Regions from separate parts of the Anas platyrhynchos genome. Here region 2 is linked to region 1. Evidence: chromatin contacts called from public Hi-C data. All regions are on one chromosome and are shown on one strand. The core of a region is the stretch at or near the end of the contact, and the rest is flanking DNA. Distances in the headings are between cores, read along the strand shown.

The links. Hi-C and Micro-C count contacts between places; a contact is called where the count stands out from the background.
Region 2: a contact with region 1 is called in a Hi-C map of liver, with 6 times the contacts expected there. The contact joins the enhancer-like site here to the promoter of ALOX5 in region 1. A contact is called at or near these places in 3 of 8 Hi-C or Micro-C datasets (liver, skeletal muscle and subcutaneous adipose tissue).

The regions. Positions count from the first base shown.
Region 1 is chr6:21,484,473-21,490,613 of IASCAAS_PekinDuck_T2T, reverse strand. ALOX5 (arachidonate 5-lipoxygenase) reads left to right here and starts at 1,411. Exons shown (of 14, transcript XM_005025227.6): 1 at 1,411-1,657. The coding sequence starts at 1,508.
Region 2 is chr6:21,596,787-21,602,407 of IASCAAS_PekinDuck_T2T, reverse strand. No RefSeq gene overlaps it. Among named protein-coding and RNA genes, the nearest start is that of MARCHF8, 8.9 kb to the right of the region's middle. Within about 2 kb of position 2,082, at least 2 of the 8 cell types and tissues checked have an H3K27ac peak or open chromatin away from gene starts, as enhancers often do.

The sequences.
Region 1 (6,141 bases), core at 162-2,661:
ACAGTATCCTTGGAAGGGATTGTGATGTAGCAGGAAGCCACTTGCTGCTTAAACCTCAGGAGGAGAGATCAGAGCTCTGGGCTGGGATTCTGCAGCTACCTTGGGTGTGCAATGTGACCATTGCCAGTCTTGCACTTCTGGGTGCTATTTAAAAGCAGCAGCAGACTAGAGACTCATGCTGAGCAATTCCATATAGCCAAAGAAGGCACAGTGATTTTTTTTTTTTTTGTGCCTACATGTAAATACATACTCTCAGTGTGGAAGAGCCTTGATATCTGATGGTGTCACAGTATAGCAAGTGGCTGAGTCTCTGTACAGAAGAGATGTAGGAGACCTCCAACTCGTTTGGAGCTTAGCCCACTGCTGTCACACTTCCCAGACGGAAGAACAGGGCATTGCAGGCTGTCCACAGTGCTGTGTGGCCACCACTGACTACAGTGGGTAAGCAAGCAAGCAAGCCACAACCCACATGGATAATTCCAATTTTAGAAGCTGAAGCAGAGCCTCAGTCAGTGTATCTGCAGTGGTGCCCAGCAGCCCAAGTTGCTGCAGCTCACTGTTCGTGCTGGAGGGGGCACGAGGCACTTTGCAGCCAGATTTGCCAGACCAGAAGCAAGCAGAGCCAGTGCTAACTTCAAGCTGCTGATGTCTGTCACTTCTGTCATCTGTATGTGATGGCTGGGGACTGATAATGAGTGCCTCAGGCTGTGAGGAGTGGGTTAATGTGTGTGAGCACAGCAGCTGGGGTGCCAGTGTACCATGAGCAAAGCTGATTTTAATTTATCACTTCTCAGATGATTTTAATTGTTCTTGCTCTGGGTGCCTGCCACAGAAATTCACAGCAGCACAGAAACCTGGCTGGCAGCGATGAAGCAAGGTGCTTGGTCTGACTGCAGAGCAACGGAGGCAGGACACTGGGATTTGCAGAAGCCCAGCCTGGCTCCTTTCAGCACGGCATCAGGCGGCTGGGTTACAGCGTGTGGTTTTGGGTGAAAATAAAGGAGAATAGCATCGGAGGTTTTGGTGCCTAAGGGCCAAGCGTACAGCATCACACAGCTCTTCACTTGTCCAAATGCTAGCATCTTAATTGTAGCAGAGACTCGGTGCTTGTAGGCAGGATGTGGACTGTGAAACTATGGGATTTTTACTGTGGAAATGGTGTGGGGTGTGTGTACATACAGCGCTGATAGGCAGCTGTGCCGGGACAGGAGGGATTTTGACAAGAGGAGAGGAATTCCTTGCACAACGTGTGGGGTGCCTGGAGCCGACAGCCGGGTGCCCCGCGGGGACCTGCGGCTCTCGGGTGCGCACAGCGAGGGCGCAGCGCGGCTGTACCCGGAGCGGCCAGAGGGCGAGGAGCACGTCCCCATGTCCCCCCCCGGGGGCGGCCCGGGGGGGCGGGCAGGGCAGAGCCGGGCCGGGCTGCGGGGAGGAGGCGGCGCTGAGCAGCGGGGAGCGGGCAGGAGGCGGCTGGGCTCGGTTCGGCTCGGCTGGGCTCGGCGGGACCATGCCGTCCTACACCGTCACGGTGGCCACGGGCAGCCAGTGGTTCGCCGGCACGGACGACTACGTGTACCTGAGCCTGGAGGGCACGGCGGGCTGCAGCGAGAGGCACCTCCTGGACAAGCCCTTCTACAACGACTTCGAGCGCGGCGCGGTGAGTGCGCGGCCCGGGGCTGGGTGGTCGGGGGGCTCCGGGGCTTCCCTGTGAACGCTGCTCGTGCGCTGCCTTCTAGCGGGTGGTGCTCCGGGGCGGCAGGCAGGGTTGTGCTGCCTCCGAGGTACCTCCTGGGGGGAGCTTCTGGGGGTAAGCGGGATGCCTGCCAGGAGAAATGGCCCCCCAGCTCCAGGGGAAGCTGGAAAACAGCGAAGAAGTGAGCCGGGCTGGGGCTGGGCAGGTGGCTGGGTCACTCTTGCTGCCCTTGGCTACTGCAGCGTGTGCGTCCTGTCCTCTCTGGGGTCTTGGCACCTTGTCACGGCATCACAGCTATCCGTCTGCAATCTCATATGCTTTAATTTATCCTCACCGTTTTAAGTGGCTTTGAAAGTTTTAGCATAACTCACTTTGGAAATGAGACCTACAGCTGCGTGTACAAGTGAGACTTCACTGTCACGGTGCTGCCTTGCATTGAGGCTTATTTCTACCTATGAGGTTCACAGCCTAAGTCAGCTATCCAGCCTCTTCTGCGTTAGACACCTCAGATATGGTTAACAGAAGTCAGCATTTTGAGGAAGGGTTGATGGTGTATGTAGATACGGTCCACGAATGTTTTTAGTGAAAAGTGCTGAGGTAAGTGGTCTAGAAGGTTCGGAGGTGTGGGCGCTTACCAGCTGCTGCTGTTGAAATTATTTTCCTTCATGATTAAACATTCATTTGCATAGAGATTTTGTTATCCTAATCTCCCAGATGGGTATCCTCTTATTCTTCTTCCTTTATCCAGTGAATAGTCACATACTTAACAAAGTAAGTAATGTTAACCAAAGCTTAGCATTAGCGAGAGAGGTTGAAGAAGACTTCAGAGTATCCTGCAGACTCAGGGTTAGGGTGCTTGCCCAGGAGTGCGCCCTTCCTGGCTAAGGAGATGAGCACTGAGTGATTCCTGCGACCAGGCAGTCTGCTCTTATTCCTAGGCTCCAAAAGAGGGCTTCAGGATCGTTGAGAGGTGGCTGGCAGTACTTTGAACATCTAGGGAGACTGGATCCTGTCACAGGGAGCAAATGCCATGATGTGAGCATCAAGTGTAGGTGCAGCAGCTGTCCGGGAACTGCTGTGGGAACAGGTCCAGCAGGGACAGATGTGTGAGCATTGGGCTCTGCAGGGCGAGGGGGCGAGGAGCAGAGGCTGGTGGAGCTTGGTAGCTCTAGAGCAGATCTGTGCACCTAGAAAAAGCCTTTATGTTCACCTCAGGATTGTAGCTTTTAGGTAGATTTGAAAGGATTTGTCTGTGTAAAAGTGTTTAGCTAGCATTTTAGACAAAATATTTTGTTAGCTAAGTAAGTTTTCTGTGACAGGGTCCATCTTTTGTTTTTCTGAACTTGTTTCCAACTGCAAAGGTCCTTGACAAAAACCTTTACTTTTCCTAGTACCCAAATTAATTATTTCCGTTCATTGTTATTTGTTTGTCTGATATGAGAACTATGCAGTCTTTTCTTAATGTGGTCTGTAGTATTCCTGGTTTATGGGATGTTTGCAGTATGATGTGCTAAGTTTAGTTGCTGCAGGCATTTTCTTGGACAGCGCTGTGGATTTCTCCAGGCACCTGTTCAGGTAATGGTATGCCCAAAACACTGTAAGTCTTACTAATATATTGTGCAAAGAAAGAAGAAAAGAAAAAATACAAATACACAACAACAACAACAGAAAACCCATCCTCCCTCCCCCTCCCCCCCCCCAAAAAAAAAAAAAAAGAAAAACACACAGAAGGTAAAAAGAGTTTCGGGTTGGTTGGTTTGTAAAATGCAGCAATTGAAACCAGTTCTGTCTTGGTGTGTCACTAATATCCCTATAACTTTCTTTTTCTGTCAAGCAATTTAAATGTGATCGCACAAAAAAGAAGGGGGGAGGCATTTTTCCTGTGGATAACAACAGTTCTACAGTACTATCTTGTAAGGCTTTGTCCACTTTACGGTTTCATTGCTAAATGTTGGGCCAGTCTCAGTAGTTCTGGTAATGGCTTCATTTAAATTAATGCAAATTGTGACTTTTACTAGATACAGTGGATGAGGGGCTCCAACCACTCCTGAATGGAAGATTTGTGTGCCAAACGTTGGTAGAGGGAGAGGGGTGAGGAGAAAACTGAGGGGGCTTGCACAAAGGCAGCTCAGTTTTAGTTTTAGTCTGACTTATTCCAAGTGCTGGACGTGGGCAATTTAGAAAGCCATAGCTGCGCTTCTTCACTCACTGTTTTTTGAGTAAGTTCCTGTTGGTGCAGAGCAATTTCAGCATGAGTGTCATCGTGTCCCTCAGTTCTGTTTTCTTCCTGTTACCCCTTCATCTGCTTTTTGCTGAAACTCACTCACAACTATTTCCAGAAGGGAAGTACAGCTCTGTCTGCTTTGAGCTTCGTGCTTACAGAAGGGGTGCTGCTCTGTCATCCCTGCTGCAGTATTAGGCTGGTCAGCAGGAGGCTCCCCTTAATCAGAAAGAGATGAGGTTTTACAGAGAGTAAATAGCTGGACAGGATGCTACAGGAGTTTGGAGAGTCCAGCAGCTGTCACGAATTCTGTTCTTTCACTCTGAAGCCGGCTGTATAAAAGCTCCTGTCACCTCTGGCTCACTGTGCAGACATCAAGGGCACCATGTGTGTACCAAGAGACCTCATGCAATGGATACAATAAGAGCCTTGAACAACTAACCTTCAGCATTTTTCAGGACCTTGCACCATCTCTATCACCTGATGTACTGTTACTGCATTAGCAAAATTGCATTAGTTTAATCTCAGTTATTCCTTAGTCTCCCTGGCTTACAGGTAGAGAAAGCTGAGTGAAGAGGGAATCCTTGCTTCCAGAATTACCATTGACATGGAACCATGATGGTCATAAAATGGCTAAAAACCCTTGGGAACATTTAGGCTAATTGAATGTCCTTTTTGCATTACACTGACAATGACTTAGACAACTATTTTAGGGCTCTTGTAATATTCTCAAAGAGATTTTTACCAGAGGAACGGGTTTGTTCCCATTCCAAAGGCTTGGCTATCAAATTGACATTTCTATCAACAGATTGAGTCTAGTTCACATTGCTGTTTAATTTTAATCCTAGATGTATTTATGTAAGTGTGAAATTACAGGAACTATAGACATAAATATATGAGGATTCTTTTTTAATGGAGGTTAGCTAAACATTTAGAGAAGAGCAATTTTAAAAAGAGTTGTCAGGCCTTGAGCAACAAGGATTTGGGGAAACGGTTTCAGACTTTCTGTGCCATACTAAACACTTGACAGAAAGTGGTTTTCGTGAGGACTTGAACTAAAAATAGTGCAGTATGTTTCCCCTGTCCAGACACTGTCTTTGTTCAGACTGTGTTTCTTCTGTACATGACTAACTCTGGAACTGGAAATTAGTGAAAAGTTGGAGGAAAAAAAAATCCCAAATAGCAAAATACAAAGCAATTCTGATCCAGATGTAGTTTACTATTGCTCTATAGGTTATTGCATTAGTCTTGATGTGTTTAAAATTCCTTTTGCAGTAATGAACACAAGCTATTTGCGTAGCTTTGTGGTTTCATTGGGTCTGTGTCTCTGAAAGGTGGTTACTTCGAGCTCTGGACTGCCAAATGCAACAGGATTGTGTTGAAATTGAAAGGAGAATTAATTTTGTGTTGTAATTGTGTAAAGAGGTGCATGAGCAGGAAGCGACCAAGTTTGAGATAAATGGTATGATAGCCTGAGACTAGCGGCTCTTTTGCAAGGTGCTGTCTGGTCTTAGAAAAGGCACACGGAATTGCAGAAACACTGACTCAACGCGAAACCTGAGCCTGGTGAAAATTTTGTTGTTACAAGCTTATGGTCACTCCTCTTATTGAGAAAATGAGAAGTTGCAGGGAAATGAACCTGAATTAGAAACAGTTCGAGTACTACATTCTGGAAAGAAAATTTGAAGAATGGGAAATAATCTGAGCCTATTACCTATGTTTTCTAGGCATCATCCAGAATTGCTTGTGTCGATCAACAAGTGAAGCTGAGAATGTTGGACAAGGGGGGATAGGCAAAGATCAGGGTGATATTTGCAACCCGCATTTGTGGGAGGAAGGCATCTCCATCCATTTAGCCCAGGAGCACAGGTCCTGCAGTCACAGATCACCATAGCGGTGGTTTAAGTCACTGTTATGGTGATTTCTGAGAAAAGCTGCTTAACCTTTTTCAGTCTCCACATCTGGTTCAAAATCTTGAATCATCAAGGGAATGGATTTACCTGTACACATTATGCTTCTAGCTGGTCTGGGACAGTGTGTGTGAGAGGGGTGAAAGGGCTCAAGATCCAGCAACATAAGCGTTCAAAATGTTTAGGATTAGTTTATTATCTCTACTAAAAGAACTGTTTCTGTTCTGCTGGGGTATGCAAGAAGGAGGAGAGGCATCATTTTAATATGCTGACTGAAATCTTAGCTCTGGGATTTTCATCTCTCAGCTCCAGTCCTG
Region 2 (5,621 bases), core at 833-3,332, 110 kb before region 1:
TGTGTGCTTTAAATAAATTAAATAAACCTCCTGGATGTGGTAGCAAAGGAAAAACGGGTGTTCAACAAATGGCATATTTTAATCTTGAGAATTTATCACCTCCTGCTGATACTGTACAAAAGGCAGTTCAGTACTTACTTGCATGAGGCACCTCTAATGAGCATTTAGCCACTTTAGCAAGTGGTGTTTAGAGCCATACCTGCTGAAAGCCCAACCTAAAGCTTGTCCTCTTTCATTCACTTTACATGTCTGGAGTCTTTATAAGCTTACGTTGCCCAAGGTGTTATAGTATGAACACACATGTACCTCCACGTCGTATCTAGACACTTAAATGTCACGGTCCCTTTCTTAAAAGTTTCCTCAGCAATTTGGTTGTTTGGGGTTTTAAAATGGTCTATGCTGCTTTATAGTCGAACAGCAGCTGATCCGATGAGCACAGCTGTTAAAAGTTTGGCCAATAAAGAAAAGTAGATTGAAAGAGAAGTAACTGGAAGAATTCTCATCCTTGGAGAAATTCCTTTACATGTTCTCCACCTGTAACTTCTTCCTTTGGAATTTTCAGTAAGTGAGGTCCTTGGAACACAATTTTCAAATTCATTCTTCTGAACAGTTACAAGGTAAAATGGTCATTCTGTGTGTGATCCCTGGGTTTCTTTTTTCTTACTAGAAAAAGCTGCACTGAGTGCGGAGAACTGCATATAGTTTTTCTTCTTTCCAACGCAGGATAATACTTCATGCTGGAGGAAAAGAATAGGAAACTGGGCAAATGTATTGTTTTCCTAGCAATTTGTTACTTGTGGCTCAGCATCTTTAAGACAGCAGTATTGTTCTCTTGTAGATAAAGTACAAATTCTGGTAGGAAGTAGAATTAAAATAATGTAGGCTGTTATCACTTAAACTTAATCTGATATTGTTCAAGTATAATGGCAGGATATTTTTTTTTCTGCAGTGTATTAGAATGGCCACACTCAAATTTTTACAAAGAGTGTACAATTAAGATTTGTATCAGAAAGTATGAATAAAGTCTTGGTTGTGACTCTTTCTGCATATGCATAATGACATTCTGAAATGCGTAACCGTACTTTTCAGAAAATATAGTGTAGTAATAATGTGTAAATACTGTGTTTGTAGCCTCTTATCAGGTATAATTAAAATGGGGTACAATAGAAATGATAAAGGCTTTTCTTGAGCCTGCTCAACAATACTATGTTATAGGCAGTCCTTATTTCCAACCAGTAGAACAGCCCTAAGAGCACTAACATTTGTAATTAATGTTTTAGTTGCTAATCTATGATGTCAGGTTTTACCAAATCCTGTACTGAACTGTGCTATGGATTAATTACTGTTTACTGTGTAAACTTGCCTAAATGGTTTGGTTTTCTGAACATTAGTCAGTGCTCCGAGGTGCTGTGCATCTGCTGTAGACAACCATTTGGTTTCTGTGTACTTGTTCATGTAACTAGATTGTATCATAAGGCTTTTATACAGCGGGAGTTTGATAATGACTTTGTGTGCTCCTCTACTTTCCTTTTGTATTGTTTTTTCTTTTAATGTGAGGACCTTTAAGGCATAACCAGGCTTGTCTCTTGTTGAATGACTTTCGAGATTCTTGTGTCGAATTACTAGGTTCTACAGAGGTGTCAGAAGTGCTTTTGGATGAAAGATTTCCTTTCTCTGAAATCTCCTGTGGTGATAAAACTCTGCCTGCTTGCAATTCCCATCTCTACTCAGCTGGCATTCCCTTGAGATGTAATTGCACTGATGCCTTGCACTAACAAACTTGTCATAGACAAGGCTGGAATTGTTAATGCTTTTCATTATCCAAATGAAGTCTTTCTAGCACTTTTACACATGAGGAATTCGAATTCTTTTCAAGCACTTTCAACTTCTGTAGTGGGGCACTGTCTCCTGGGTATAAACTGTGGGTTTGGAGTAGCTTCTACCTCCAGGAATTTGCTTTCATCTACAGCCTTTGTGTTGGTCAGGTTTTTCTTTTTTATGTAACTCAGATTCATCTTGAAATGCATTTCTTGTTTTCTCTGGCATTTATGTTAGTGCTGAGTCACAGTTACTCATGTGAGAACGTTCTTGTGACTAAGACAGACATTTGCAGCTATGGAATAGTTGTGTGAGCTTCCGCTGCTTCTGAATGCTGTAGTTCTTAACCTGATTTTAGTTTGGGGTGAGCTTGCAATGTTTGCAGTGGATGGAGTGTTGGAGAGAAAGCAATGAAAAAAAGCAATTTCCTTTGTGTGGTTGTTGTCCTGTTTAAGATTATTGCCTATTAAAGTCACAAGATGTGCTCAATAGAAAGATGAACTCTAGGATTTTCCTTGTGAAGCAAATGTGTTTAGAGCCATTGTGATTTTTTTGGTAGTAATGTTTGGTTTTTAATACACAGAACTGTAATTTTTTCATGTTCTCAGATGAAGTTTCCCAAAACAGTCTCCTGTTTAGCTGTTTTCAATTCCTGTTTTATATTTTATGTTCCTAAGGTTACTTGAGAATACCATTGAGTATTACAAGCATATCTGTACATGAGTGAAGGGAGGGATATTCCTTTTTGCAGTATTAGTTTCAATTCCGCTTTTCCCTACACGCTGAGCAAATACAGAATGAACAATGTTGCATGCAAAACTTTACTGCTAGTCAGAAATGCTTTTCCACCCGTTAATCCAAAAAATAACAATTGCTTGAAAAGATAACAAGGGTTGTGTTTCTACTAAGGAATGTCATGCAAAGCCCCTAGGTGTCAGAGGAGATGCCAGTTTGAGCAGGTTCAGAATAAACTATTCAAACATACCTTCAGAATTGGACAGAACCAGGTATTTCTAATAATGCTTAGGTGTTTGCTATTTTGACCTATTTTATGTTCATAGCCTATCTTTATTTCCTCATCAGTGAAGCTTAGATTCTTTTATTTGTCAGGTGACCTTCTTGGGCCAAGTATTTTAGCAAGCTGTTTTTTTATCTTCCTCTCCTTGCTCTGTTTACAGTAGGGTGGATGCTTGCCTTATTTTTTCCTCTTGAGGGAAGTCCACCACTCCCTTTTTGTCAGTTTACAGCCGTGGGTTAAAGAAGCAGGTCCTCTACTGTAGTTGTTAGCTTTGGGGACCTCCTGAGATCTTGTAGGGTTATTCCTGATGAATCTTTCCATCCAATAAGAGTTCCACTAAGAAAGTTGTGCAGTTAAAGAACAAGCTACACTTAAAGCCTTTCCAGTCTTTAAAGATTGACATGCCAGATTTTATGTGTATTTCTCTCAAAAGAGAAATAGCCATGTAATCCCACATGTGGATCAAAAAAAGAATGCACCATTTAAGAAACCTACAGAATCCAATGTGCATAATCCTGTACCAATACGTGAAACTCTGTGGCTTAGGTAGGTTCTGTCTATTCCAGCCATTCCTTCTCTCAGCCATGATACTCTTGGTGACATGGAAGTTTTGTGTTTTCAGCTCTTCTGTATTTCAAACATCATCTCAATCTTTTAAATTATAGCAAGTCCATAAATAAGCCAGTATGTTTGGGTTTCTTTATCACTCTTGTCAATGCAGCCTTGTATATTTTTTTCCTCTATTTTTAGGGCTATCTTGTGCATCTGTTATGGAAAATAGTTTGTCATTGCTTCAAGCTTCCCATTTAACAGTTCTTTAGCCAAGAAAACATATGCTTGCATCAGCAGCAATTTAATAGCATGTCTGCAGAAGTTTTCAGAAAAGAGGAAACCAGCTATTTCCCAGCTTACTCTTAAGTCATCTTCAGTGCAGTCCGGGTTAGTCTATTGGGACTCCAGCTAATTTGGAGTAATTTGGTCTGGAAATGTTCAGCATAGGACATTTTGGTTTTGTTTGTTCTTCAGTACCTTATTAGAATGAAGCTTGCTTAGTAATTTTATCTTTTTTAGAAATTATTATAATCATGCCAAAAAAAAAAAAAGTGTCTAAAAGTGTGGTCCACTGTTTTGCAGCGTAACTTTCCTCTGGAATACAGCCTTTCTGGCAAAGAACTATGTGAGGTGTTAACTTTCTGTATGAAGCTGCAGGAAGAAGACACCAGGGGGCAGCGGAGGATTTAAGAATGGGAGAAATTTTTGGTTTTATCCCATGAGTTCTGCAATAGAAAACCATAGATAAGACAGCAGTTCTTTATGACCCTTATTCAGCCCACTCTGAACAGACCTGAGGAGGGTACCTTGCCTAATTCTGAAGTGTTTCAAAAAGCTTTGAAAAGAACAGAAGAATGACACAAAAATATGCTTGAACACTAAGTTTTTCTTATGACGAAAACTATTACCTAATTTTAGTATACTGCAGAATAGAGAGGTTTCCTCTGTTCCTCCCTACTAACCACGCAAATGTGTATTTCAGCAGTGTCTACTAGCTAAGTCATACTGGATGCTGTATACATAGTAAAAAATATTAACTGTGCCCATAATTTCATACTGCAAGGAGACAAATATTGTTGTCTTATGGATACAGAATGAGAATATGAAAGAATAAATTCAGTGGTATGTGAGGAGTGTACGCCAATAACAGGTCAAACAAGCTCTGACTGTCTCTTGCTGCTTGTCATTTCTGCCTTTGCAATTCAAGAAATTTTACAGGTCTTCAGCAACAAGAATTTATTCCTAATCCACACTTTCAGGTTGTTTTCAATCCTTTTTAAACCAGTCTTCTGTAGGGTTGATGACTATGTATCTTTAGATAAGGATTATGCATTCTGATTGCAACTAGATGGTGAATTGTTACTGAAATAAGGCATTCTAGCTGGCATCAGAAATTTAAAACAATACCTAATCACTAAAATAGTATGATTTACATGGTTTATCATTAAGAGGGTTAATGAGTTGGAAATAAAACCAATAAAGTTTTTCAAAAAAAAAATAATCAAGGGCTTCAAAACACCCTTTTCTTTCTCCCTTGTTTTATTAATTACAACTTAAAATAAAAAAAAAAAGCTTTTTTATCTCCATAAACTTTGTGCAGACAGTTGTGTTTTGTTTTGTTTTGTTTTTTACTTGAAAAGAAGTTGTTTGAACACCACCAGATTTTAGATTTATTTGGCATGAACCTATTTTATAGTTAATGTCAAGTTCTAGAACCGTTGCCTGTAATGGGCCACAATGGTTTGCTTAAACTCCTGTGCTGGCCAATGCAACGTTACAGTACAGGGATTTGTAATGAAATATCTTTGATTTTACATGTGATTGAGAGTTGAGTGACAGGATTTCTTCCTAGCATTGCTGTTGCTGGTCTTGCCGATCATCCCAGGTAGTTTGCTTCAGTGGAAACATAGGACTTACCAAAATAAGTTGGATTGGCTTGAGATCGGTCCAGCACATGTCTCCAGGAATAAGAGCTAACAGACACCTTCAGAAGAAGGTGCAAGAATTCTTCAGTAACTAATGTTCAGGAACCTGTTTTCAACACTGGATCTTAATCTCCTGTGCTAGTGGCTGGTGAAGAATTTACTGTCTATATCTGCAGTATGATATTAATTTGGAGGTCTATAAAAATCCAAAACAATCTTTGAATCTTAGTACTAATTGTGTGTACTGTGAATAGCATTTTCTTTCACTGCAGTTTTTACTTTCCTGCCATTTTTTAATTGAAATTAAT